3 separate regions of the Pan troglodytes genome follow, and all the other regions are linked to region 1. A link is a contact called in public Hi-C data. All regions are on one chromosome and are shown on one strand. Each heading gives the region's core, a stretch centred on a gene start, on an enhancer-like site or on the middle of the called end of the contact. The rest is flanking DNA. Distances are from core to core; before and after follow the strand shown. Region 1 holds the start of ENAH (ENAH actin regulator). Region 2 overlaps ENAH (ENAH actin regulator). Region 3 has its middle 55 kb from the start of LBR.

Region 1 (3,048 bases), core at 451-2,950:
GATTATACACAGTGATCATGCTATTCCTAAAATTAAAGTCATCTGACAGATATCACTAATAGTTATACCGTAATATATTCATCATATCCTCTGTTCAGGATTCTGACCGACTTAATTGGAAATTCCTGTTCAGGCATTCCTATTTCTGGATGGCCTTTGAAACATCAGAACTACCTCTTAATATAACCCAAAAGGACTCAACTTAAAAGACTAACATTAATGTCCCACAGGACTTGAAAGCATGAAGACTAAGCATATATTAATATAACCTGAAAAGCACTTCCTAAGCACCAAAATATCTCAAAGAATATTCCAAAGACTTTTGCAAGCAGCACAAGAACGTTTTATCCCATACCAATCTCACTTTTACAGGTATCTAAGCAAATCTAAGTACTACCTAACCACCTGCCAAATAATCCAGTTCCTTCCAAAGTGAAAAGCTGACCCTCTTTCCTGCTCTTATTCAAAATTAGCCTACGAAGAATTACTGTAGACTGCTTAAATAAACTTTTCAGATCTGTGTACCAAGTTCTATATTTACGTTACTGGAAAACATCAGCGTGGTTCCTCTCTCTCTACACTTCATAAGGAACAGAGCAAGAAAAGAGCTTGAAAAACAGAAGTTACTTTTTATTAGAAAAGGAATTTTCAAATGAAGACATAATTTACCTGTGACAGACTGACATCTATACATGACAGTGATTAAACTTCACTGAATACCCAAAACGGTAACTTTTTTTTAGTTCACAATCTTTGAATTAGACAACTACTCCTGTTTTTATTTAAAAATAACCCACTTTTGGCCAGGCACCGTGGCTCACGCCTGTAATCCCAGAACTTTGGGAGGCCGAAGCTGGTGGATCACGAGGTCCGGAGATGGAGACCATCCTGGCTAACATGGTGAAACCCTGTCTCTACTAAAAATACAAAAAATTAGCCGGGCGTGGTGATACGCGCCTGTAATCCCAGCTACTTGGGAGGCTGAGGCAGGAGAATCGCTTGAACCCAGGAGGCGGAGGTTGCAGTGAGCCGAGATCGCGCCACTGCACTCCAGCCTGGGCAAGAGAGCAAGACTGCATCTTTAAAAAAAAAAAAAAAAAAAAAAAAACTTTCCCTGTTTTATGTTTCTCAATGTTAAGATAAGTTTATCCAAAGTTTGAAACAACTGATAACTTCTGGTCTGCAAGATCCCTACGGCATTAGATCTCTAAAACAGAAACCAACAACATATAATATTACAAGATATAACAGTATGTATATTATAGTTCCTGAGTTTTCAAGGACATCAGTAACTTGATTAAAAAAAAAAAAGTCATGCTCAAACATATGACTCAAAGTTTTCAAGCCATATTTTACAAAGATTGTGTTTTTTGGTTTGTATGCTATAATTACTATTTAAACTCATTGCTTATATTTGAAAATAACTTGTGTGAAATCATCAAGGGAAAAGGGTTCAGTCGCCTAGAGACACCACATTAAACTCACTCTTTAAGGCCATCATAAATACAGGTAACTTGGAATCAGAGAAAAAAATTCAAATTCACAGTAAGCCTAAGTAAAAATTCAACAAAGATATATCACAATATATATATAAAAGCAAAATGGAAACACGTTTAACCTTGATAGAAAAAAAAAATGAAAAGCAAAGTTTAAAATGGAAACTACCGAAATTGAGAAAGAATTCCAATGACATGACATTTTCTTGCCAAAGCGAAGGAATTTGTAGATTATATCATTCAAATCTCATTGTATTACATTATAAAGGTCTTAGCAACGGTTGGCCATTAATCTTTAACACAAAGGAGATTCAAATCCAAATGAACTGTAAGACTATCTCTTCCAGGAGAGAGAAATGGAGTAATTTACTTTATCCACAATTGTTTAACCCACAAGGAAGGCCTTTAAGGATGATAACGCAGAATGGATCAGCCTTCAGTCTACCAAGTCCCATTTCTCACGAAGTCTTGCACCAATCCGAAAAGAGAAGGTTATGGACACAAAACAGGTTTAGGAAAGGCTGGAAAAAAAATCTCCAATGAATGACACACCACATCACGGTTTATTCTCCTACACAATTTGAGAAACAATAAAGAAAAATATCACACCATATGTTTCATCGTATCAATTAAAAAAATATTTTACGACAGTACATTCAATTCTCTTCTTCGGGGCCGCAAAAATAATTTAGCTCCTGTTTTATTGATTACAGAGCAAAGGGAAAAAGCAGCTGCTGCAATGCAACACAGGCTGCTACAGAGAAAGGGGAGAAAAGGCTTTTCCAAACAGATCCCTTCCCCGCCCCCGCTTACACACCCCTACCAACTTACTTATCCCAGTCTTTTACTGCCCCCACCACGTGAACCTAATCAATTCTTTCCCTTCCCCCACCATCGTGAAATTTCGCCTTTCACAGCTCCTTCACCTACCCCTACCAGAGGCACTTTATTACCCGCAGAGATTTCAGACCTTTCAAACTTTTCTGCCTTTTTTAATTAAACACGAGAGTTCGGAGGCAAAAGTGCATGAAATTTTTACATATATACGAAAAAATACCTGTTTCCCAGCAACACGCACGCTTCGATTCTCGAACCCCTCCCCATCTCCCGGGTTTCGCTTGCAAAGGCTTGGGGGAGGGAGCTAGGCGCAAATTAAATTTAGGAAGGGAAATCCTGGGTGAAAGAAGAGCATTTGAGGAAAAATGAGAGAACGATGAAGCGAGACCCCCAAACCACACGGGTTGGGGAGGTTTCCAAGAAAGAAAGAGAAATTGGAAGGGACAAAAGGGGGAAGGGGGAGGAACAGACCGGAGACCAGGGGAGACGCGCCGGGCCGGGAGAGGGAAGGCGGGGTCCGAGGAGAACGGGGGTCGCGGCTCCCGCGGCACAATGGCCCGCCCGGCCCCCGCCCCGCGCGCCCCTCACCTCATGGTGCCGGCGGCGCAGAGGCTTCCCCACCAGCCGGGAGACGCAGAAGGCGCCGAGCCGAGGGGGGTCTCTCCTCCAGGGGTGGGGAGCAGCTCGGAGACGGGAGACAAGTGTCCGGCTCCTC
Region 2 (2,700 bases), core at 51-2,550, 140 kb before region 1:
CTAATGGGGAAATGTGACTATATACTATGGTAGATAATATTATTGTTTAATGTTAAATTTCTTGAGAGTAATAATGGTATTGTGGTTACATAGCAGATGTCCTGGTTCTTCCAAAAAACACTGAAGTATTTAGGGTGAAACAGTTCTTATTTGTGAATTGCTTTCAAACTAATCAGAGGGGAAAAAAGTGTGGATAGGTAGATAGTTAAGACAAGTGGGGCAAAATGTTGACAACTGTTAAACCTAGGAAATGGGTATACGCATACTCACTGTACTATCCTTTTAATTTTTCTGTAGTTTTGAATTTTTCAAAATACAAATTGGGAAAGACAAAGCTATCTTAAAATCTCAGATCATCTGGTTAATAAATGTGGGTAGAATTTATCAATCACTAGTAATGTAGATGAGTAATATATAATGAGGCTTGGTGGTTGTCCAATACTAGGAGGATCACGAGAGTTTTATGGGCTCCTCTGTATAATTTCTTACCATTCAATTTTTTTCTACACTAAGAATGCATTAATTTCTTTTTTTATACAAATAAAATATAAAACTTAGAGAAAAAAATTGATACCTGGAAATAACAGGTGACTTGCTGCCATTCATTGTATTTGTTCTTTCCCAAGGTTTTCTTGTCGGTTCTTTAAAAATAAAAAACAAAAGCTATTAAATATATGCTTCCAGAGTTATTATAAAACAAATAACAAAATACTAAATCTCATTATACCTGTTTACATAGTAGTAATATAAATAAAAATTTAAATTCTAAACTTTAATTGAAATCTGTAAGGACTCTAATTTGCACAATGCCAGACCTTAAAATGAGAAGAAATTATAAGCTAGTACAGTAAGTTTCCAAGGAAAACTTACATTGTTAAGTCTAAAATATTATGATTCTATAACCTTAGGATAGTAAGGAGTTTCTCTAATAAAGAAAGGACAGTAAGAATAAAGTAGGATAATTTTAAAATTAGGATAGTTCAATTAATTAAAATGGAATAGTATTACTGACACTGTTTTAAATTATTTTTTAGTGCCAATGATAAAAACAGTAAGTATAACTTATAATATGTTCATGTATTTCAACATTTAAACTAAATCCAAATAGTCCCTCTTGGGGAAAAAAATAGGAACAACTCAAAATAAATATCAGAATCCTGAAATTCTATTGTACTTCCTTGATTCTTAAACAATTAATTCTTGGGCCTTAGCCGATTATTCCAGTTAAATATAAACAAGCTCGCTCTAAGCTCTTATTACAAAAGACACTATGTAGTCAGTGACTCACTAGTTGGCTGTCTATTGTGCTTGAATTGTTTTTCTAATCTGGGCTGACTCACTGATGCTGTCACTGGCCTCACTACATGACTGGGTAAAATCAGAAGTGGAATCTTCTCATGGAGGAAAGAATTTGGGCCACAGGAGAATGAAGTCTATTCATGAATTGTGATCTCATTGTATAGTTTTAACTAAAACTGCTCTGAGTTCCAATGCAGCTCCTCAACTGGCTTTTGCACATTCTCAGGTAGCTTACGGTCTCTTCAAAGTACACTTAACGCAAAAATAAACTCACACTCTTCCATGAAGCCCTGCTTTTGCTTCTGGATTTCTTGTTGCATGAAGGCATTAGATGTGAAACCTTAAAGTCATTATTGATCTTGCTTGACTCCTCATCAACCAAATTCCTTCTTTTTTATATTCCTTCTTTTGTATTCTAACAGCTAACACAGTCTCTCAATGAACGCCACAGTGGTGTCAAGTTCCACACTTGACCAGGAAGATCAAATAATCGGATGGGGTTTGGGACAGGCCGAATCAGAAACATATCCAAGTGACACCAGCCCAAGCGGGTGAAAAAAGGGAAGTCCTGAATGAAACTGAGGGACACCGGGACAGGGAAGGGAACGGTCATCGGACACTGTCACTAAAGAGGAGGTGGGTGGAAGGATGAGGGAGTAATTCCAAAGTGGTTAAGATGTAGCAAGTGCTACCTTTTAGCAGCTGGCTGAAGTCCTTTCTCAATCAGCCAAACCAAAACTATCTTTTAGTCTTAAAAGGGCTCATCTGGTTCAGCTGGCCCTGTGGAAGCTGAGAAGCAAGGGCCTCTTCTCTCTAAGGAGCTCGGGTGTGTTTCAGGAGGGGCAAGGCTGGGTTCCCTTCAGAGGATCTTTACTGGCATGCGTATAGAGCTTCCTAATTGGTCTGCCTATCTCAATCCTCCCTAGTTTCAATGGGAAAACCACAAGTGCCATTTTAATGTGCCTCAAACAGTTTCAGTGGATTAAATGTCCACTGAACTCAGTACTTGCAGGATAAAGTCTAAACTCTTGATAATTTTATAAAAGGCTCTCAACATTTTTGTTTCTAACTCATATTTTCAACCTTTTCCCTACAATACTCCTCAAAAAGAATTCCCCGTTCTAGTGTATTTCGTATTTCCTAATCTCTTCTTGCTCATCTCCAACTCCATACCTTGCTCATGCTATACTTATATCCTGAAATATCACACCTTCCCCTCACTTTCAGCCAAACTAAATACTCTTCAAGGAATACTAAGATGTCACTTTTCTCTACAAAGATGACTCAGGTGACTCTATGTGTCATTTCCTCCCTCTGTGACACACTACTTAGTATTCAACAAGTGGTTGTAAAAAGGTTAACTTCACACCTGTGTGTCTCATCTTCCCAGCTGTACCATGA
Region 3 (2,819 bases), core at 213-2,712, 160 kb before region 1:
ACTCAGGAAAGCATCAAGCCAGTGGGTTTATTTCCTGCACCCATAGCGTGACAGATCACAGAACCTGATCACCGTGTGGCACATCCATGAATCCAGGTAGCACTGGCACGGCTACTCTCAACAACTGTCCAGGAAATGAGAGGCCGTTCTGTTTCCTAAAGGGGCCAATATATTATTTTTATTTTCCCTCTGGAATACTTAAAAACAATTTGTATTGGTGGTTTTTTAAAGGGTTATATTTTCTACATTCTAAATGTGCAGAAGAACGTGCTTTCTGGCAGACAGGGAGTATGTCACACATTTTTATGTCTTCTGTGCCAGAACCTTAAAATCGTTTTCTTTTTAAAATCAGACTAAAACGTTCATTAGGACCTCTGAAGCTCCCTAGAAACCATGCAGTCTAATGTGGCATGTGCCGGGATTTCAGAGGACAGAGCAAAATGTTTCCAATTCTTTCCCAACCTCTCCAGCTCACCTCCTGTCTTGCCTCCACCCCACGGCTCGTCTTCCAACCTCGCCCATTTACGGGGCCTGTTGCAGAACAGCCCATGCACTCTCACACCTGCAAACTGCTCGTTGCTCTGCCAGAAATACCTTTGCCCCTCTGATGCCCAAGAACACCTGCTCATTCTTAACAGCTCGTCTGTTAATTCCAGGTGAATTGACTTCTCCATCACCACCAAGCAGCTGACATTATTTCCCCATCTGTTTGTATACCATTCTGTATAATTTATTACACTCACATTGTAATTTTTGTTTTGTAAACCAATTTAAGACAAATTGTTCACTGATCTACTTGTCTGCCTCCCCCTAAACACACATGGACTTAGGGACCAGGGCTCCATTTTAGAGGCAAGTAAATGCTTCTCCCTCTCCCTTGCCTTACAATTCTAGGGAAAGAAGTGTCATTCCATTCATATCTGGGTGTTGAGGCCCTTGTGTATTTGTGATGGGGGTTATTATGGGAAGAGAACGTTAAGCTGATCTACCATCTTGGGTAAAATCTTTTCAAGCTCATTCACATAATTTACAAATTACTTGGAACTGGCTCCTGTCTGAATTCCAATTACCCTCCATCCTCCCCACACTTAGAGCTTTCTCTAAGTGAGATTTGGCAGGGCAGGGGGACCGGCGGGGGAATGAGGCACCAACTCTGACCAGCTGCCTCTTTGAGCCGTCGCTGTCTGGCAGGGCTGGAGCTAATGATTTCTATGGTTACCCCAAATTATGAACTCTGATCGTTCTGCGATCCTTGGCCCTTTGACATGCCCCTTTTATAATCATGCTTTTTGAGTTTACAGTTCCAGCCCCATCCTTGCTGTTCAGTACCCACTCCTGCTACGTTAATCCACGAGGATTCCGGAAAGCAGCTCTGAAATTTGGAATTCCAACAATGCCTGCATTTGCTCATTTGGAGGCATTTCAAGCAGCTATTTTTATTCTTTGTTCACATCACCAGGTTTCAAGAAAGCACCGGAGACACTGTGCCATTAAGTGTTGAGTCAGGACAGGAGATCTGCAAGGCAAAAACAAATTCCCCTTCCATTTCCACCTGCTGTGCACACTCACAGCTTCTGGACCCTTGCTGACCAACACGTCTCAACATTTACAAGATAATCTGACACATGGGATTGATATTATGTGGGAAAAGTCTTTTCCCTTTTTTTGAAAACTTAGGAGAGCTAGAGGGCTTTGGGACTTGAACAGCTCCCAGTTAAGTAATAATAATAATAAATAATCTTTGGCAGTGGCTCATGCCTGTAATCCCAACACTTTGGGAAGCCAGAACAGGAGGATTGCTTGAGACCAGCCTGGACAACATAGCAAGACTACATCTCTAATTACAGTTTTAAAAAGAAAAGCACTTTTTTTTTTTTGAGATAGAATCTCGTTCTGTTGCCCAGGCTGGAGTGCAGTGGCATGATCTCAGCTCATTGCAACCTCCGCCTCCCGGGCTCAAGCGATTCTCCTGCCTCAGCCTCCTGAGTAGCTGGGATTACAAGCGCCCACCACAACACCCTGATAATTTTTGTATTATTTTTAGCAGAGATGGGGTTTCACCATGTTGGCCAGGATAGTCTCAAACTCCTGACTTCAGGTGATCCGTCCATGGGGTTTCGCTATGTTGGCCAGGCTAGTCTCAAACTCCTGACCTCAGGTGATCCGTCCACCTTGGCCTCCCAAAGTGCTGGGATTACAGGCATGAGCCACTGCACCCAGCCACTTTTTTCATACTGACAAAAATTATTGGTACTTAACACTGGAGATTTGTATCTAACCATCCACTTCATGCCCCAGATTACTAGACAGAAAGTGGAATCATCTCCTTTAATCAAGCAAATTCCCATCTCATAATGGGGCTGCGGGAATTTCTCTAGAGGACATCATTTAGGGAAAAACAAAGAAGGCAGCCACTTCCTTGGCCTTTGGGTATGTGCTCTTGCTTCTTGTGCCCTGAGAGTGAGACCATTTTATAATCTGCAGGTCAGGAAGAAATGTCTGATCCATCAATTGGCAACTTGTTAAGAAGCAATGCTAAATGAACTAAAAAAAATTAATTTCATTGAGTATAAACTCACCTTATTGGAGGAAATAGGCCTTATCTTCTAGGTAAATGCTTACAATAAATGTAGACATGAATAATATTGTTGTTAAGAGGGAAGGAAAGTTGTATTTGAAACTTAATTCCATGTTTCAGGGAAACAGAATGAGACCGCAGTTAGTTAGCTGTCCAAGGCAGGTTCGGTTCTTTCGTTGGATTGTTCCCTGTGCTGCCCGTGGGGCCATTCACAGAAGGGAGCTACGATGGAGGGAGGCGA

The links. A called contact is a pair of places that touch in the nucleus more often than the background predicts.
Region 2: a contact with region 1 is called in a Hi-C map of stem cell-derived neural progenitor cells, with 2.2 times the contacts expected there. The contact joins the enhancer-like site here to the promoter of ENAH in region 1. A contact is called at or near these places in 1 of 7 Hi-C or Micro-C datasets (stem cell-derived neural progenitor cells) and 1 of 1 datasets of contacts at active chromatin or transcription factors (stem cell-derived excitatory neurons).
Region 3: a Hi-C map of stem cell-derived neural progenitor cells shows a contact between it and region 1, with 6 times the contacts expected there. The contact joins the enhancer-like site here to the promoter of ENAH in region 1. A contact is called at or near these places in 3 of 7 Hi-C or Micro-C datasets (induced pluripotent stem cells and stem cell-derived neural progenitor cells) and 1 of 1 datasets of contacts at active chromatin or transcription factors (stem cell-derived excitatory neurons).

What each region holds. Positions count from the first base shown.
Region 1 is chr1:23,644,521-23,647,568 of NHGRI_mPanTro3-v2.0_pri, reverse strand. ENAH (ENAH actin regulator) reads right to left here and starts at 1,700. Exons shown (of 16, transcript NM_001328283.1): 1 at 1,666-1,700.
Region 2 is chr1:23,783,386-23,786,085 of NHGRI_mPanTro3-v2.0_pri, reverse strand. It overlaps ENAH (ENAH actin regulator), which reads right to left. Exons shown (of 16, transcript NM_001328283.1): 13 at 575-641. Among named protein-coding and RNA genes, the nearest start is that of LBR, 81 kb to the left of the region's middle. Within about 2 kb of position 1,300, at least 12 of the 24 cell types and tissues checked have an H3K27ac peak or open chromatin away from gene starts, as enhancers often do. A contact at or near this core is called in stem cell-derived neural progenitor cells, where this site is marked.
Region 3 is chr1:23,809,289-23,812,107 of NHGRI_mPanTro3-v2.0_pri, reverse strand. No RefSeq gene overlaps it. Among named protein-coding and RNA genes, the nearest start is that of LBR, 55 kb to the left of the region's middle. Within about 2 kb of position 1,462, at least 4 of the 24 cell types and tissues checked have an H3K27ac peak or open chromatin away from gene starts, as enhancers often do. A contact at or near this core is called in stem cell-derived neural progenitor cells, where this site is marked.